Linked DNA regions of Triticum aestivum: region 2 is linked to region 1. Evidence: chromatin contacts called from public Hi-C data. All regions are on one chromosome and are shown on one strand. Each heading gives the region's core, a stretch centred on a gene start, on an enhancer-like site or on the middle of the called end of the contact. The rest is flanking DNA. Distances are from core to core; before and after follow the strand shown.

Evidence for each region. Hi-C and Micro-C count contacts between places; a contact is called where the count stands out from the background.
Region 2: a Hi-C map of leaf shows a contact between it and region 1, with 3 times the contacts expected there. The contact joins the promoter of LOC123138380 here to the promoter of LOC123134610 in region 1. A contact is called at or near these places in 2 of 5 Hi-C or Micro-C datasets (both in leaf).

Annotation. Positions count from the first base shown.
Region 1 is chr6B:628,069,448-628,072,879 of IWGSC CS RefSeq v2.1, reverse strand. LOC123134610 (temperature-induced lipocalin-1) reads right to left here and starts at 1,981. Exons shown (of 2, transcript XM_044553829.1): 1 at 1,509-1,981; 2 at 960-1,417. The coding sequence starts at 1,874. The coding sequence ends at 1,235.
Region 2 is chr6B:628,627,281-628,630,496 of IWGSC CS RefSeq v2.1, reverse strand. It overlaps LOC123138380 (universal stress protein PHOS32), which reads left to right and starts at 1,588. Exons shown (of 5, transcript XM_044558347.1): 1 at 1,588-1,777; 2 at 1,853-2,032; 3 at 2,153-2,262; 4 at 2,384-2,502; 5 at 2,603-2,975. The coding sequence starts at 1,855. The coding sequence ends at 2,693. It overlaps LOC123138379 (putative D-cysteine desulfhydrase 1, mitochondrial), which reads right to left. Exons shown (of 10, transcript XM_044558345.1): 10 at 3,213-3,216.

The DNA.
Region 1 (3,432 bases), core at 732-3,231:
TGGTGGCATGGGTGGCTTCGGCGCCATGGGAGGCATGGGTGCACCTCCGGCCGCCATGGGAGGCATGGGTGGCTTCGGCGCCATGGGAGGCATGGGTGGCTTGGGCGCCATGGAAGGCATGGGCGCACCTCCGGCCGCCATGGGAGGCATGGGTGGCTTTGGAGCACCCTCTGACGCTATGGCCGCCATGGGAGGCATGAGTTTCGCTACTCTTATGGGAGGCATGGGTGCACCTCCGACCATGGGTGAAATGTCTTTCGATGTGCCTCCTCACACACATTCCCGTGAAGATGCCGTTGAAGATCTTGCCAACACCGTCGGAGCTTCACGTGATGCGATGCGTGATGAGGATAGGGAGGAAGATTCATCTTCGGAGGCGGAAGAATCGTCTTCGGAAGATGAGGACGAAGACGAGAAAGATGTTTGATGTGTCTTTCATTTATATGTCTTGAACTTTACTTTGCATTTTGAACTTGGTTGGATGAACTTGTGGGTATGAACTTGTGGGCATGAACTTGGTTGGAAGATGTTTGTGACAAATTTCACATGTTCATTGCATTTTGATAATTGTTTCAAATTCATTTTGAAGCTAAGTCGCGCGCGCTGTATTTTTGCGCGCTGCTGGAGCGTCACGCGCGTGCTGCATTATAGCGCGGCTGCTGGAGCCAGCGCTCGCGGCCGCGCTAAACCAGCCAAAGCGCACGCGGCAAACAAGTTTTTTGCGCGCGGCGCATAGCACGGCTGCTGGAGATGCTCTTATGGCCCGCCTAGTCGTACTCTATGCGAAAAAGAAGCGGACGTTCATCGGGGCTGTCGGCTATACTACATCAAAGTGCAACAACCAAGACAACAAACACACCACAGTCCGCGACCATCATGAAAACAAACTCTGGACGTCCACAGACCTTCCAGCCCTGTCAACGCCATTACAGGCAAAACAGAGTAGACACCAGGATCCATCACACCAAAGCATCACCCAGCCTGAAGCCGAGCAAGCAAGCATGCGCTATTCTGAATCCGAGCAAGCAACAGTCTTGATAATTCTTAGGTAAGAACACGGCCAGACCTCACCCGACAAACAGATTATTCTGCAGATCATATACTCACTACAGTTCGACACAAACAAGCAAAACATATTCATATTCCCTGCAGCGACGAACATACTAGATTGAACTGTACAAGGCAGACCAGCTGGTGCTACTGCATCTCTGCTTCTGCGAGCGAGCGGCACCTACTACTTTCCAAAGAGAGATTTGATCCACCACAGGCCGCCGTCCTTGGGGGCATCCTGGCTCTCCGGCGTCGGCTCCGGGTGCGGCGTCTTCCGGAGTTTGCTCACGTCGTACCCTTCCTCCTTGGCCCTCTCCACCAGCTCCTTGTACATGCCCTCGTCCATCTGCGGCTGCCTGCACAAGATCTACACACACCGATACACCCACATCATGGCAGAGATTAGATTGGTTATCGATCTACCACCACCAGCACCGCAATTCAATCGAATTACGTACCCAGAGGTAGTTCCTGGAGGGCTGGCCGACGAGCGCGTACTGATAGGCGTCGTCGATGTGGAGCACCCAGTAGTCGCCGATGACGGGGAAGACGGGGAGGAAGGGGGGCACGTAGAACCTGACCTTGAGCTTGGCCTCGTCGCTGGCGGGGTTGGCGCGGAAGGCGGTGCCCTCGATGTGGCCCCGGCGGCCGTCGGTCCAGGTCTCGTTCAGCACCTTGACGGCGCCGTCGGGGCCGAGCGTGTAGGTGGCGCGCGTGTTGGCGCCGTCCTTGGGCTGGAACCGGGACGGGAAGCACGCGATCTCGTACCACCGGCCCATGTACCGCTCCAGGTCGAGGTTCCGCACCACCTTCATGGCCGCCATAGGTTGTGCGTGCGTGAGGGGGCTCGGGGGAGGGGAGGAAGCGAGGGCGGCGTGGGTTGAGGAGAGACGGCGATAGGGATGGATGCAAAGTGGGGTTTGGAGAGGGGATAGGGATGGTGCTGGCAATAAAGGCTGGTGCGGGAGACGTGGAGGGCTGTGGGCGATACGTTGGGACCAAGATTAAAGTCGCCGTTTGAAGTCACACCGTTTGCTCTTTTTTTCTTAGGCAAGTCGCACCGTTTGCTCATTTTTTCTTAGGCAAGTCACACCGTTTGCTCCATGGCAGCTGGACACAAGGACGAATCCTATTTGCCGTCCGTGTGCGGTAAATAGATGAGTCTTCGCTGAAGGTTTTTAAGTACTAATGGTCCTTTTGGGACGGCTTCACCTGGAAAACAGGGCAAGAGGTGAGCAATACGGGAGCCCGTCCTTGTTGATGCATTAGGACAAGAGGTGAGCAATACGGGAGCAACTGCGCCCTCCGTCTCAAAAATTTTGCCTTAGATTTACCTAAATACAGATGTATCAAGTCACGTTTTAGGATTTTGAGACGGAGGGAATACCTGAGAAGCGCTCGTTGGGGAGCCCCCAAGGTTCACTTGGGTGGGCTGAGGGCGCGCCACTTAGCGTGCTCTAAGCTGCTGCTACGTGTCATGTTTCCGGCGCTCCCTTTGGATTTTATTTTTTATTTATTTTTCCGCACGCATTTCATTCCAACCGGTTTTGGCCCGAACATTTTTTGAAATTGTGAAAATAAAATAAAATGATGAACATTTTTTCTATAAATTCATGAACATTCTGCTAAATTGTGGACATTTTTTGAAATCATGAACATTAACTGGAAAACTGAACATTTATAACTTCATGAACATTTTTTTTAAACCATGAATACTTTTTAAATTAATGACCACATTTCCAAAAAATTATCATTTTTAAAATTTATGACATTCTTTTTACAAATTCGTGAACATTCTCATAAATCATGAGCATTTTTTTGATATTGTGTACATTGTTAAAATTCATGAACAATTTTTCAAAATTGTGAACATTTTTTTACAAACTCTTCAACATTCTTAAATCATGAACATTGTTTGAATTTGTGAATATTTTTTGAAATCATGAACCTTTTTTAAAAAATTCATGAAAATTTTATTAAATCGTGAACATTATTTGAATTTGCAGAATTTTTTTTGAAATCATGAACATTTTTTAAAATTCATGAAACAATTTTTATAAATTCATGAACATTCTCTTAAATCGTGAACATATTCCCGGTCATTTATTTTGAAATCACGAACATTTTATGAATTCATGATTTTTTTGTCAAAATTTGTAAATTTTGAAAATTTAGAACTTTTTGATATCCCAAATTATTAAAAAAACAGGAAACAAAAAGGGAACGTTCCAGCCCACACATGGGCCACCCAAAAGGGCGCGCGGGGGAGGGGGTGCGCCCGAGGCTGGTTTCTTGTATGCAGGTCGCCGAATAGGATTTTGGCTTGTTGATTCATTGGGATGAGATGGCCGTCTTCACTATGAGCTCCTAGAGTTTGTACAA
Region 2 (3,216 bases), core at 339-2,838, 560 kb before region 1:
AAAAGTGAGCACCTGTTTTCCCGTGGATTTCACCTGGTACATGGAGTTATTACTAGACTAGATCAACTAGATATCAACACAAGCATCGTCAATCCCAATCACACACACTGATCTTTGCAAGCAGGCTTCTTTTAGCTTTCTTCGTCCATTGGCTATTGCCCTTTCCACTTGGCCCAAGCATATACCCGCTTCAAAAGGGTAAATCAAGCTAGTGAGCTTTCCCACAATGCGCACCACTATCTATCTAGTCTAGTTTCTATCTCTATATTTAAATCTATATCTTTATCTCTATATCTATGTCTTTATCTCTATACCTAATCACTATATCTCCATCTCTATATCTATATTATTATTATTATCATCATCATCATCATCATCATCATTATTATTATTATTATAAACTTAGAAAATGAACGCGCATACCTGGCGAACGTTCGCCGGGGCCAGCATGGCAACCGAACGGGGGAGGTGGCAGTTTTTACTGCGTTTTGTTGTCTCAAGAAAATATTGCCTTTAGAAGTGAGGGGTGGCAGTTCTTTCAAGGGGCTTTTTTTATTGCGAAAGCTGCCATCCATCGGATGGAGATTGGGCAACGTCGCAACGTCAGCCAGATAAGATTTCCGTAGAAAATGCACAAGGTTCCTTCTGCAGAACTGTTCGTCCAACCTTACATATGTTTCCTCCTCCCTCTTTCTTTTGATTTTTCCTCCTCTCATCTCTAGTTTTTTTTCATCGGTTTTACTTGAAAGTTATCTTAACTGTCTTACCTTTTATTGACCATTTTTATATTATTTTTTTTAATAAGCCAATAAGTTCTTACCAAATAAGTGATTGTCCAATAGCGAACCAACCTGCGGTTGAGATGGTTAGGTGGATAGTGGTATCCCCAACCCACCAGGGTTCAAATCCTGGTGCTCGCATTATTCCTGGATTTATTTCAGGATTTCCGGCGATGCGCTTTCAGTGGGAGGAGACGTTCCCGTCGACGACGAGGCGCCTACGGTGACTTCGTAACTCTCAAGATGATATGCCGGCTCAGTCTCTCGGAGGTGCTCATAGGGGTGAGTGTATGCGCGTGTATATGAGCGCTTGTGTCTGTACTGATGCTAAAAAAAAGTGATTGTCCAATAAAATCCTAAGATTTATTTAGATGGGTAAATTAATGGCAGGATCTGATAAACATTTATTTATACAATCAAATTAATATGGAAAGATTAATCACGGGAACATAGTATAATATTTATATCCTATTGCATCGCATGTGCAGAAAATAACAAAACCAAACAACACGATGCTCCGCCCGGCCGCCCCCGGTTTTTGCAAAAAGCCCATAGATTTCCAAACCACGCCACCAAAATCTCCAAAACCTCTACGCCACATTTAAAACGGCCGAAAACTACAGTTGGAAACATTATTTGTTTCCAGCCGGAGTTTTACTAAACTTGGACGGAGCGGTTCCGTTCCCTTCCCGAGCTTTCCAGATAGCCGGAGAGCCTTCTGGACCTCGATCTACCATCATAGCTTTGCCCATCTGGCAAGGACCCAACAGCCGTGAGAAAAAGGAAAGAATCCATCAGAGCAACAGTTTTGCTCCAAGGAATAAAGCCACCACCCCGCCCCCCTCTGCCCAAAAAGGCGAATAAAACCAAAAGCCAACCTAGTCTGCAACTTCGCGATCATCAGGGGCTATTTTGCTGTACACCATCCAATCCAACCACCTTAAATACCGCTGATTGGGGCACAATCCTTAACCCAGAAATAGCACTGCTGCACATTGGTTAGTGCCTCCTCTCCCAACACCTCCTCTTTGCTCACAGCTTCCTTCAACACCTTCGTCCAGAAACTCTCGCAGACATGGCGGCCGGGAAGCGCACCATCGGCCTCGCGATGGACTACTCGCCGTCCAGCAAGGCGGCGACGAGGTGGGTGGTCGAGAACCTGGTGAAGGCCGGCGACCGCATCATCCTCATCCACGTCCTACCCAAGGGAGCAGACGCCAGCCACAAGGGCCTCTGGAAGAGCACCGGTTCACGTATGTGTCCAGACTCCAGACACTGAATCCTCTGTTCTGTTGTGTAGCACACTCGACTCTTTTCTGTTTCGCTATGATTGCAACTGACACCATCGTTTGTGTTTTTACCTGCGACTGAAGCTCTGATCCCTCTGCTGGAGTTCATGGAGATGAACGTGCAGGCGCGGTACGGGGTCAACCCGGACAAGGAGGTGCTGGAGATCCTGCAGGCTGAGTCCAAGTCCAAGCAGGTAATAGCCTACATCAACTACTGAATTGTCCATACAATTATCTATGTTGAATTCATAAGGCCAGTTCAGGCAATGAAAATGTGCTGCTAATTAGAGATCGATCCCATGTTGGTTGGATCAGGTGGAAATACTGGCAAAAATATACTGGGGTGATGCAAGGGAGAAACTTTGTGAGGCAGTAGATGATCTCAAGGTCGACTCTGTTGTGCTTGGTTGCAGGGGATTAGGGCCCTTAAAAAGGTAGAACATCTGAAACTTTTGTCGAGTAAACTATGAGGATCTAGTAAATGGCTAATCAGAGTTTTCTCATATTTCTACATCTCCTTGGACCTTGATGCAGGGCACTCCTTGGAAGCGTCAGCAACTATGTTGTCAACAATGCAACCTGCCCCGTCACAGTGGTGCGCGGACCAAATGGATCACTTGCTTGAAGATGTCACTTCTGGAATGATGGGCTAGCTTGCGTGTTCATTGGTCCGTCAGCATAGGTGCAAATGGTGCTATTTAAGAGGATAGTGATATTTGCCTCTTTGGATTTCCTGGCTATCCTTGTAGTGCAAATTCAGTGTGTTTTCATCTGTTATATTCTAGTTATACTACATTTCTGTTGTTTCTTACATACTATTTGTAAGAAAAAATGCCTACAGACTTGTTCAGTTGTTTATTTTCGTTTATGTGAATGACTAGGCAGGCCCACCAAAGTTGAATGGTTACTCAAGTTTCTGAAGAGCATCTAAAAGTGAAAGTTTCTTTTATATACAAAATTCTTTCGGTTGCTTCTCAATGAAACCCAGCAGAAGCTGGGACCTGTTAGTTGGCAGTTGATGTATACCATCAGAATGATCGGGCATAAGCACCTACTGCTAGGAAGGTCTTTCTGGAATATCCAGGCCTGTATTTTTATATAAATATACACAAGATTACATAGCACTAAAAAGAAACAAATGGCATTTA